Regions from separate parts of the Mus musculus genome. Here regions 1 and 2 are each linked to region 3. A link is a contact called in public Hi-C and HiChIP or PLAC-seq data. All regions are on one chromosome and are shown on one strand. The core of a region is the stretch at or near the end of the contact, and the rest is flanking DNA. Distances in the headings are between cores, read along the strand shown. Region 1 overlaps Cwc27 (CWC27 spliceosome-associated protein). Region 2 overlaps Adamts6 (a disintegrin-like and metallopeptidase (reprolysin type) with thrombospondin type 1 motif, 6). Region 3 has its middle 230 kb from the start of Adamts6.

Region 1 (3,974 bases), core at 396-2,895, 110 kb after region 3:
ATTTTATTTCAGATTTAGTAATAGAAAAGGTCAATTAGGGAAAAATGTATCAGTAACCAAAAGCATTTTCTTACATCATTCCAGATTTACAAAAGGAGAGACCTGTTTTCTGAAAAATCAGAACACAGGCTCTGACAGCCTTCCCACCGCCTCTGCGATTCCATAGACATGGCTGTGACAGGACACCCCACAGGGGCCACCACTCTGGCATCACCGCTCTGGCTCTCACCGCCTTTCCTTCTTCTCTCTCAACAGCTTTTTGCTCTCTTCCCGTCTCCTTTTGTTCACTGGGTTCCGAGGATCATAGATTTCAAATGTGTCTGAGTCCTGCATGCTTGCATCTTTCACTTTTCTGGTTTTGTCTTCAAACTGGAGCACATGTGACATCCTAAGGGGGAGAAGAGATGGCCTGGTTAATTCAGGCTGGGACCCACCATGGAAGCTCTCTACCCCACTCTCTGTGGCACAGGGAGCCAGGCAGCGCTCATCCCACCTGGAGAGCAGTCCCACAGAACGAAGCTGAGGCCAGGAGCTTTGCCCAGCGGCAGAGCTGGCCTAGCAAAGTCTTGGGCTTGGCTCCCCAGAACTGCGTAACAGAAACAAAGCAAACTCTGGAAAGCAGGCCTGGACTCTGTCTGCTGTACTGCTCTGCCTTTCCAGGAGTCTCCCATGCTCACTCTGAGTTCCTCCCTTGGTGGGAGGCTGTGATCTCGACCCTGGAGTCTCCTAAATCCATATTTGGAACTTGGTCCTCTTTCTTTGAACAGTACACTCAATCATGGAAAGCCAGGAGTGGAGCAAGCTGCCAGCTAATAACCAGACCTATCTGATGGTTGTGTTTTTAGTGGTTTAAAGGGTCAAGAGCAAGGGTTTCTATAAAAACAAAACAAAAACAAAACAAAGCAACAACAACAGCAGCAGCAACAACAACAACAGCAACAAAATCCAATCTTTAAATATTAGGGCTGATGTGTAGCTCATTTGCCTCACGGGAGAACATTTGCCTTGCAGACATAAAGCCCTGGGTTCCAGCACCGTTAGCAAATTAACGAAAACCAAATAAGCAGTGACAAACAGAACAAAAGTCTGCATCCACAAACAGAAGTTTAAAAAGTAATTGAGAGTCGTGTTCAAGTGGGATTGTGGCTGTCTTCTGGGAGGGGCTGAGTTTTTCTACGCACAAAGGAATGAAATTTCTGGCATAACTCCATGAACTAACTTTCTCCTCTTACTGTTGACTACAGCAAATCTCACAACCCTGTCTTCCTACTTTAACAAACGCTTACTGGTCTTAAAGTATCAGCATGTGCTTGATTCCTAAGTGGTCATAAGCTAGCTATCATTAGCAGCAGGGAACTGTGCCAGTGATTAGCTGTGCCCCACTGTGAGGCATCAGAGATAAACGGAGGGTGGGGTGGGGTAGGGGGTGGTCAAAAGACTAGGCATCAGGGCAACTTGGTGAGATAGGAAAGAAAAAGATTCGGTTTAACAAACAAGTGATGTGAATTTTCTACTAGCTATTTAATAAACAATCCAATCAGCATATTAGTGCATCCTTCACAACAGCAGACAGAATACAACCCTGCATACAGCCCTTGCTATGCCAGCACTCTGACTTGCCTCAGCTCACATATGACACAGGCTTCCTTTGATTTGTATCAGCAGAGATTTGGGCAGTTGGCCCTGTCAGGAGCTGTCGCTCTTTCCCTGCAGCTGCAGAGATGGAGAGTGACATTTATTTGTACGGGAAAGTCTGTGCTCAGATTTTGAAGATTCTCAAAGGGATTTGTAAGGAAAAGAAAGCATTATAGATACTGTCATTCTGAAGATTCAGTAGCACATGGCCACCACCACCTCCATCTCTTCTACTTTGGAAGGTTGCATCGATGTTGTGTCAGTGACACACAGATGACCAACATCATATTTAAATGAGGTAAACCACATTCACAGTGGTATATATTATTAATAATGCACTGCTTGTTCTGATTTAATAACTGATTGCAACATAGGATTATGCCAGGCAGTGTGAGAAAGCTGACTTCTAACAGTTTCATTGCTCCAGGAAGCACTGTCAATTGGAAAATGCAGCCTACAACCATTGGATTTGAATGTGGCTTCTCCCAGAGCCTATGGTGTTCATTTAGGCATTAGCTTCTGAGAGTGCCCAATTCACTGAAAAGGGCTGACTTTTCCATAGCCATGGAAACAAGGAGCCAGTAGGATCAGCTGGAAACACAAACTGGACCTAACCAATTGATGATGACTTACCTAGGTCTATTGGATCAGTGACAGTTGGTGTCACTGGGAAAGCCAACTACCAGTACCAACCTCATGCTTCTGAAAGCCAGGGAACAGCAACAGCCTCTACTTCTGAAGGTGGTGCTGACCCCCAAGCAATTCTCGTCCCAGACTAACATAATGTCTGCGACTTGCCTTACGTGGTATGCTAGACAGTCTTAACTACACGTGATACGGTCGAGAGTTACAGGAAGGGAGGGTACCTCAACTGAGAAAATGTCTCCATAAGATCAGGCTGTAGGCATTTTCTTGGTTGGTGGGGGAAGGGAGGGACAGCCCATTGTGCATCCCTAGGCTGGTGGTTCTGAGTTCTATGAGAAAGTATACTTAACAAGCCACGAGGATCAAGTCTCCAAACAGTAACCCTCATGGTCTCTGCATCAGCTGCTCAGTTCCTCTCCTCCTTCCTTTGATGATGTGGAGGTATACGACAAATAATAAACCCTTTCTTCCTCAACTTACTTTTTGGTTATGGTGCTTTGTCACAGCAATAGAAACCCTAACTAAGACCTTGGGAGACAGTGAATAAAGTACAGCTATTTTTCATGTCAGTAATGCACTGTGTGAAGAGAGGCCTCCTCTTCAACACTCCTGATGTCTCTTCCATGCACCTTGCAAAGGGCACTCTAGGAATTCTGAGTGTGTTACTGGAAGGGAAGGGGAGCAAGTGCATTGGAGCTATCTATCAGCAAGGCTGTCCTGCTCAAGGCCCTTTACACAGGACAGGAGCTCAAGTCCTGCACTGAGAGCCCTTAACGGCTTACACCTGGAAGCTTATGCTGGAATCTCATGCCCCTCAAAACAATTTCATTTAAGAGTTCTAGGTTGATGCTTCACGTACCCCACTACCTAGTTAGATAATTAACCTTTACCGAAATTCATTGTTCTGTTTAAAAAGTGATCCCATATTCTCCCTCCAATACAGATTTTTTAATAACACCTATTTCCAGTAGAAACTATCCAAGTTTCAAAATGACTTTTCCAGATGTTGTCAATTAAAAACATAAAAAGGTACCTTCCTCCTTTCAATGCCACGAGGTAATCTTGCAACTATTGGACCTGGTTGGCTCTGGTATAAGAAATGAAATTTAGGCATGTGAGCCACAGAACCAAGTCTACAGGAAGAAACCTTCTCTCACAAATCTGAAAAACACAGAAAGCCATAAATTAAAGGAGCCGTCTGCTTCAACTGTTTGTTTCATACGCACTGCACTACACAGGTCCAACATTTTGATTAATAGCAATCTTAAACCCAGAGGAAAGAAGGGGCTCTCAGCTTACAGACTACTTCAGATTTAATACCATAACACTTAGGATGGCTGGCTACTCCACAATAATACTGAATCTTTAACAGCAAAAAACAGTTCACCCATTTATCTTTCAACATGCTTTGGTCACTTCATTTTTAAAGGGAAAACAGAATAGTTATTATGATTTTGGGTATAATAAACTCCTGACCTCTGTGCCTCCATAAATCACGTGTTGTATGAATTGAAAGCATGCCCACACTTCAGACTCCTGTGAGGGCACACATGCAGACTAAGAACTTATAGTTCAGTTTTGTACATCCCAATAACTCAGCCCTGTCCACTTGTTGACTGTTATAAAACTGGACCAATCAGAGCAATGAATTCTTGTGGAATTAATTATACACTAATCATTTACATGTGAGAATT
Region 2 (3,858 bases), core at 1,245-3,744, 70 kb before region 3:
TCTAATTATAGTAGTAAGGGCAATACAACGTGAAAAAAATCAAGAAAGAAGATGAATATTGCTCTATTAATATTCACTTATGTGAAATACCATAAAACATGGTTAAGTAGAACTTGTTAGCCATTTTAAAAGTTCTTCTGTTCGCACACATTTCATGTGTGAGATGTCTGATGGCTCATGATATAAAGTTTTCAAAACTATGGTGCATCGTCACTTCTTTTAATAAAATCAATGAATAATACCACTGCAGATTCCCCTTAACTAATTCACTTTTTGTTCCCATAAATGCCATTGCACTTATATCTGATATTTATACATAAATCTTCCTTTGCTAATTAAATCACTTTTTAGTTACTCTATAAATTAATCTTCCCCTTTCTACCTACCAACAAAAAGTCTTCATTAGGATAACATATATTTAAGTTAGGCTCTTAGTAAAGTAGAATAAAGACTTATTAAGGATGAGTCCAAATAACATAAAGTGTAGGCATTTTAACAATGATATCCTAAAGCTGAAGTCAGCTGGCTTTAGGAAAAGAAGCATGGTGGTATCTTCAAGTATGCAACAGAATGCTGAATGAGAGCCCTACTGCCTGTTCTTATTTTGACCAATTGCTATATTTGAGGATGGTTTAGACACAGTCTTGCTGGAGGTCAAGGGCAGATTAAATGAATTCCCAATGTTTTTTCAACCCATGATTCTTTTTGTTCATAGAGCATCTAGACCAATAAAAGTGGAGGCAGCCTGAAAACTTAATTCAAAAGAAAACTGAGATTATTGAAGTAAAAAGTATGAAAGTTTTAAATGAGCTATTCTTTACTATAACACTCATTGAAAAATGGCAATGATTTGTCAGTAAGGAATTAAAAAAAAAAGAGGAAAACTAAAGAAAAACAGGAAGGAAGCAAATCCCCTTGAAGGAGAGGTTTCTTTTCCACAGTGTAAACTGCTTTGATTCTGGAGCTACTGATCTTGTATCTGAGGTGGTTCTGGGAACCCAAACTCTGCCTGAGTGTGAGTGATTATGAGGCTATTGTTTTTGTTGAGAGAGGGAAGTCAGTGGTTGAAAGTTGGCAGATGTGGTGTGCAGAACTGTCATTTGTCTTGGTCATCCAGATGCTATCTGGGGACCAGCTGCCTCAGTTCAGTTAGGGATTCATTTGAAAAGCTGATCTGGGGCCTTCATTTCAGACCTTCTGTAGAGAATCTTTGAGTACGGACTGTGTTTTCACAAGCTCTCCAGATGGTTCTCTGCTCACACAAGATTTTGGATCACTGTTTCTGGCTTTCAGAGCAACTGAAACCTAGCACTGCAGACATATAGACTTCAAGGACTGGTCACTGAAATCTGAATCTTTGAGAGCTCATGTTGCTCCTAGAACAATATCTGAAACATTCTAGGGGAAAAAGCATTTATAGACAGTAAGTGCTTATAAGCACTCATAAAGCCATGAGGCAATAATTTTGACAAATGCCTTATTTTCATTTCCAGTTGATGTGATAAAATACTCTGACAAAAACAGCATAAGAAAGAATCTATTTAATCACAGTTATAAGTTACAGTCCATCCTGACAGTGAAGCCAAAAGTCAACACACAGGAACTTGAAGCAGCTACTCAAATTACATTCACAGTCAAGAGCAGAGCACAAACAATGCATGCATGCATCCAGTGCTCCACTTGCTTTGTTTAATAGCCCTTTCCCAGGGAATGGTGTCACCCACAGTGGGTATGCTTTCCTATTAATCAATACAATCCCCCTCAGACATGCCCACAGGCCAGCCTAGTCTAATCAGTTCTTCACTGAGATTCCCTTTCCAGGTGATACTAGATTGTATCAATTTGACAACTAAAACTAGTGATCAAAAAGTATGTATACATCTTCTTTTCCCACTGTAGGAAATTGGGTGTCCTAGGGTAGATAACATATTATAGATACCAGCTATTGAACTTATTTTTCCTATATGTGCCTCTACTGTTAATTCCAGATATTTTAAATACTTGAAGTGTATATTTGAAAGAAGTAAAGTTCCTTAGGGCTCAGGAATGTTAATCAAAGAAGAGTTCAGAATCATTTACCACAATGGCAAAAAGGACTTAGAAACTAGACTCAGAAACTAGGGATATAAAAATTAAAGTCAGTTATTAATTATGACATTTTACTTTGATCTTCCGAGGGAGGTACTGGGAAGTACTGGGATCCTTGAAGCTCTCAAGAATTTAAATGAAAAAGGCACCAGAAGAACTCTCAAAAAAACCTTGTAGCTGGAGTCTCCTAAGACTCCTTTGTGTTATTGTTCATCAATGTTCTAGACAGACTTTACTGACATCAAGGCCTTTTGAACTGTGAGTCAGGGAACAAGAATGATAGTTTTCTATGATGAGATATTTTAAGATAAGAAATTAAAAACTGTTTTTCTGTAGCTTAGCAGACCTGATGACAAATCTAATATACAGGAAACATTGGCGATGAGTCAGTTACTCTAGTCAGTGATGAAGCACTTCCTTGAGTTGATCAGGAACATTAAGATGCTATGAGGTGTTGTCTTCAGGATTAATGTGACTTCCAGATAAACTAATTATTCTGTGAAAAACTCACTAAATTAAGACTTTCCTTCTTTCATAAACCTTGTTACTTCTTCTAGAATTTGTTTCTTTATGCCTTATCCAAGAGATTATGTACTGTGTAATTTAAATGAGTTCCCAACGTGCTACCATTGAATTAATGATCATAATCATGTGTTAATTAATTAAGGTCAGCTTAATTCTGAAAGTATATTATTTTATGATAAAAATGCAGAACCTGTCTTGAAATAGTAAATCATGCCATATAACATTTGCTCCATGGCTTTTGGTGGTAAAACTAGCAATTACTTTATCCTTACCCACTGGCTTCAGTCATCGCCTGCCTCCTCTTTACCAATATTTGTATGAGTGTGTGTTTCCCACAATCCCATTCAAACTCCCTTCTCCAGCAATCAAAGTTAAGGGGCAATACTTAGGGGCAAAGTTAAGGGACAACTACTAGGAGAGTTTCTTAAAACACACAGTTTAAAACAAACTGTTTCTGACTCAGGAGCACGGGTCTTGATAGTTTAGGAGCCTTGTGTCAGTAACTAGGCTAGATCCAAATGCCTAGTAAAGCCACATGATAATCTTTATTTAATTACAGGTGACTTTGCCATGTGGCTGTTTAATAACAAGTGAAAAATGTATAGTTTATAAAATATATTGTGATACCTGGTATCCTTTAATCATCCTGAACAACCACACTAAATAATCTTTGCTATGATTAACTTTATTACATAAGTAAACTTCAATTTAAATAACTTTTAAATTAGAGATGCAGCTGTAGAGGCTAGTTAGTAATATTTTAACATAGTGTTTCTCTAATAATAATAATTGCTTTCTCTTCACCACTTAGCACCTTTATAGAGTAACTTGCTATATATCCACCCAAGTATCTCCTTCACCATCTTGAGTTTGTTCAAAAACTTTCCCCCAAAATCAGTTCTTAACTTGCCACAGGTTGGAAAGACCAGGACTCTAAATGCTCCTGAGGTCCTGATACTTGGACTCCCTCTGACACTCCATCTTTTATAAATGGTTAGGAGTCTAGTCTGAACATCAATTTTTTAAAGATCCCTGGAAAATTCTAAGGTGCAGTCCATAATTAAAAATTATTGATATGGATTAAAAGTTTTAGCCCTCAGAAAGCTAACATCTCTTATTAATTGGCTACCAGTTAAGTTCAAAGATTGATGAGATTCAGGAGTGAGCATTTGGGGTGGGAAACAGAGACCAACATCATTGAGTGGATTGGGAAAATGGGAAAGTGGCAACCCATGATTCTAATTA
Region 3 (3,893 bases), core at 1,274-3,773:
GTAATTCTCTCTTGCCCCAGGGCAGGGGGCAGCCCGACCATGCAGAGTCTGAGAAGTTTCTTTGAAGCCCAGGACAGGATAGGTCCCTATGGCACGTGGTCTTAAAGTTGCACTGCATCAATTATAGAACTCTTAACAATACAGCAACCCCCTGAAAAAGTGAGACATGGGAAAATCAGCCCACACAAGATTTATAAGCTGAGCCTCTACAGGCTGTCCTGTAACCACTGCCATTTCTTGGGGTTGTGGCTGCTTTGGCATCCATCTTTGCTCTTGACTCTTGGTGGCCAGCATCAAAGTCTCTTGGCTGGTGGCAGGCAGTGCTTCCTGTCTCCCAAAATAACCAGAGGTCAGAGGTCATAGTTACCACCACCCAACAACGCTCGCCTGCTGCTGGAGCCACTGAGCAGACGGAAGCAGTGGAGGAATTGAAGACTGGCCGTGTGATTTTTGTTTTGTTTTGATTTGTTTTAATAGAGTAAGGTCCCTTACAGAGAGAGAGAGTGACCAGACAGAATTGTATTCTATATTCCTGAAGAGAGAGAAAGAGAAAGCAACTTAGCAGTCATTTAGTTATGATTTAATATTAACAAGCTCCAAACTTTCAAACCCCCTTCAACAGAGCCTTTCACCTTCCAAGTGACTTCAGCTGCTTCAACACAACCCCCTCTATGTCTGGGGCATCAATTTGATTTACAGAGCATTTCAAAATATTTATATATTTTTTAGGGTTTCCATCACAGCCTCAGCCAGTAACCTGCTGTGTTTGAAAATGTCTGGGCAGTAATTGTCATTGTTTGCAACAGCTATTTTGGAGTCTGGAGAGTACTGTGGCATTTTGTAGAATCTAGGAATGCAATTACCAACGTTGTATACACGATCCAAGTGGCTTTCTGGCTTCAGAAGCTCCACCCCAGGGGAGAAGGGACAACAGCAAAACGTTTGTTTAATTTTTCTCTTGTAGTCGGTCAGTGATAGGTGGATTATATTAAGGCCAATTTGGCAGGAAGATTATTAGGGTAACAATTCCTTATAAGTACAAAACAATGTTGAATTAAACAAGGAAGAAAAATATGACCAGGGTGAAAAGCTCTTCTGACCCAGGGTCATATCTAAGTGTCTGGGGAAGAAATCAGATACCATAGGGACGTCTGGGTCCTGGAGTGAGTCATCCTTCATGATGCAAGGGATTGTTTTGTACCAGTTAAAAGAAAGAGCTACAGTGCCACTTAAAAATGACCTGTTAACAGTTAGGGGCTTTGTGTTTGAAGGGGGGGGGGGGAGACAAACCCCTATTGAGTAGGCCATTTTGGACCGTGTAGGTCAGTGCGCAGGTTCCCACTTGTCGTAGGGGATTGAGGTGTCTTAGATCTTATCAAGTTTTGAGGGGATAGGGTTACTCCCAAATGATTTCTTCTCTTCAGTTTTATTTATGTAATTTTTTTCCCCTTTTAGATGTTATCTGCAGACTGCAATGCTAGCTAGCACCCTTTCCTAGTGAGAAACAGAGTCTGGAAACAGAATCTCTTGACTTCCAGGTGGGCAAATGATTTGAGTAACTCCGAAGCTCGAAATAAGGATTTGTTAAGAAAGATCTTAAAACTTAAAACCATAACCTGCCCATGGTTGGGTATACCTTAGAGGTAAAACACGATTTCAGCAAACAGGAGCCCCTAGAGTCCACCCCAATCAATAAAAGGAAAGAAAAGGGCTGGAGAGATGGGTCAGGGGCTAAAAGCACTGGTTGCTCACCCTGAGTTCAATTCCCAGCAACCACACGGTGGCCCGCAACCATCTGTAATAGGATCTGGTGCCCTCTTCTGGTGTGTCTGAAGACAGTAACAGGGCACTCATACATAAAATAAATAAAAATAAAATCTTTAAAGGAAGAAAGGGAGATCACTAGTTTGCGAGTAACCGCTCCCGCCCCCCCAAGGCTTTGTATGTCTTCATTCCCGTGCCTGTGGGGTGTTGGGAATCTAACGCCCAGGAAAACAGAGCCCTCTGAGCTTTAGCACTGTATGGGTAACTTGCTCCCAGCCACATCTGTCCTTTGATGTGAAGTTTTGTTTTACAGCTGGCTTTTAGACAGCCAAGAGGTCTCAGGTCAACTACAATGAAGCGCCCTAGCTAGGGTCCTCGGTAGGTTATTGAGGTCCATGACTTCCGGGCCAAAGAAACCCGACCCTGGCATTCCTGGGCTCCTGCGTGGCTGGGACCTTTTTCTAGTTTATTTCTCCGACCAGCTTCTTCACCCCTGCATGGAATCACACTCAGGACAGACGCCTCCACCCCACCCTATCCCTTCCACCCCCATGAAACCCCCCGTTTGTCCTGAAGCTCCGCTGCAAGGGGCCCGCCAGGCTCCCCCAGACATCTATGACAACAGCAGACGCCGCGCCAGGAGCACACACGAGCTGTCTCCAAGCCGGATCCTTGCCAGCGACTCGGTGGGGGGAAGAGCTGCCTGGAGAAGGCTAATCATTCCCAGTCAGGCTGGCTGCAGCCCACTGCGGCTGCGCGGAGGCAGCTGTGGGCCCATTGTTCACGCAAGCAGTGGCCCAGGGCTTAGGGAGGACTCCAGGCCCAGACTCGGTGCTCAGAAGTGGTCAGAATTATGGAATTTAAACTGTCCACCACTTAAAGGAGTGGCCTCATGTCCAGTATCTTGATAAATCACCCAGAAAGCTGCAGCGGGAAGCGATGATCTTCAGGGAGGATCTTGATGGTTTTTTCTTTTCAGATTATGCACATGACCAAGATAAAATACCTTTCAGAGTCTCATTTACATAAATTACATGGCTCTGAAATGCCAATTTCGTATCCCGACAGGTCTGTCTTTCAGCCAAGGGAGCTTTTACATGTGAGTTTCACTAGGTAACTCCACCCTCTTTCATCTATACTTAGTTACACTGGTTTGTCTTTTATTACTGTAAGCATGGCTTTGGAGTCCAGGAAATGAAAGCATTGGTATTTTGGTTCATTTATTCATTCACTTTAAAAGGAGACCAATACTTTTGTGATGTAAAGATGTTTCCGGGGCAGCAATGGCAGCTTTTGCCGGAAGAGCGGATTTAACAATAAATTCATTATTCTTGCAGAATTTTTCTGGTGCCAGGAAAGCAACGTGAGTGGAGCCTCACAGGCTGGGATGGGGGTGGGAGGCTCCGAGCCCATGGGAATTCAACCAGCAGAAAGGACTTCAGACCCTCCTGGGTTCACTGCAATCAAGCGAAAATAACTCCCACCACAAAATAGCAAGTTAACTGCTTCTCAAGTGTAGATAGCCGGAGATTGGAAAAGGGATGAGTTCACAGTTGGTATCCCGTCTAAACTGCACCCCCACAGTTCCTGGCAACAACCAGGTAGGCTTGGTCCACTATAAAGGGGGCTGCTTGGTGACTAATTTAACCCTCAAGTTCTGTCTCCTCCATTTGCGGTCACGTGGTGGAGGTGAAAGTCCCAACTTATCTCGCCTCCTTCTGGCGGTCAGTTCCACCAGAAAGTGTCCCAGAACTGCCAATCACCAGCACCTTATTAGCATACGAAAGACTTTATCTCGGCAAAGGTTGGGAGGAATTTAGGAGTAAGCCCAAGTCACAGTGATAAATACAAAGACAACAGACTCAAAATACAAACAGGACAGTAGAAACACCAAAGAGAATTTTAGGTAGATACTTGTAAGTTGTACCTTAAAGTAAGTACAGGTGGAGCTTGTAAGGCTTGATATCATACACAAAAATTGTAATGGAGTTTGAGATGAGAACTGGGTCCAGGATGATAATTATGTAGTTTGGATCATTGAACATGGGGGGGGGGGGGTGTCCCTCGATTCAAGGAACACCTGGAATATTCGATTATTTTAATAAGAGTCTCTGAGCTACCCTGGTTTC

What was found. Hi-C and Micro-C count contacts between places; a contact is called where the count stands out from the background. HiChIP or PLAC-seq counts read pairs in DNA pulled down with a chosen protein or histone mark.
Region 1: a contact with region 3 is called in a Hi-C map of uterus, with 2.6 times the contacts expected there. The contact joins two enhancer-like sites. A contact is called at or near these places in 4 of 484 Hi-C or Micro-C datasets (cerebral cortex, granulosa cells and uterus), 4 of 115 datasets of contacts at active chromatin or transcription factors (embryonic fibroblasts, embryonic stem cells, heart atrium and 1 more) and 1 of 9 other capture datasets (embryonic stem cells).
Region 2: a contact with region 3 is called in an H3K27ac HiChIP or PLAC-seq map of embryonic fibroblasts, with 34 read pairs. The contact joins two enhancer-like sites. A contact is called at or near these places in 1 of 484 Hi-C or Micro-C datasets (myocytes), 1 of 115 datasets of contacts at active chromatin or transcription factors (embryonic fibroblasts) and 1 of 9 other capture datasets (embryonic stem cells).

Annotation. Positions count from the first base shown.
Region 1 is chr13:104,631,351-104,635,324 of GRCm38.p6, forward strand. It overlaps Cwc27 (CWC27 spliceosome-associated protein), which reads right to left. Exons shown (of 14, transcript NM_026072.1): 14 at 1-388. The coding sequence ends at 226. Among named protein-coding and RNA genes, the nearest start is that of Cwc27, 180 kb to the right of the region's middle. Within about 2 kb of position 1,646, at least 38 of the 459 cell types and tissues checked have an H3K27ac peak or open chromatin away from gene starts, as enhancers often do. A contact at or near this core is called in heart atrium and uterus, where this site is marked.
Region 2 is chr13:104,446,072-104,449,929 of GRCm38.p6, forward strand. All of the region lies in intron 20 of Adamts6 (a disintegrin-like and metallopeptidase (reprolysin type) with thrombospondin type 1 motif, 6), which reads left to right. Among named protein-coding and RNA genes, the nearest start is that of Adamts6, 160 kb to the left of the region's middle. Within about 2 kb of position 2,495, at least 22 of the 459 cell types and tissues checked have an H3K27ac peak or open chromatin away from gene starts, as enhancers often do. A contact at or near this core is called in embryonic fibroblasts, where this site is marked.
Region 3 is chr13:104,516,023-104,519,915 of GRCm38.p6, forward strand. No RefSeq gene overlaps it. Among named protein-coding and RNA genes, the nearest start is that of Adamts6, 230 kb to the left of the region's middle. Within about 2 kb of position 2,524, at least 215 of the 459 cell types and tissues checked have an H3K27ac peak or open chromatin away from gene starts, as enhancers often do. A contact at or near this core is called in embryonic fibroblasts, heart atrium and uterus, where this site is marked.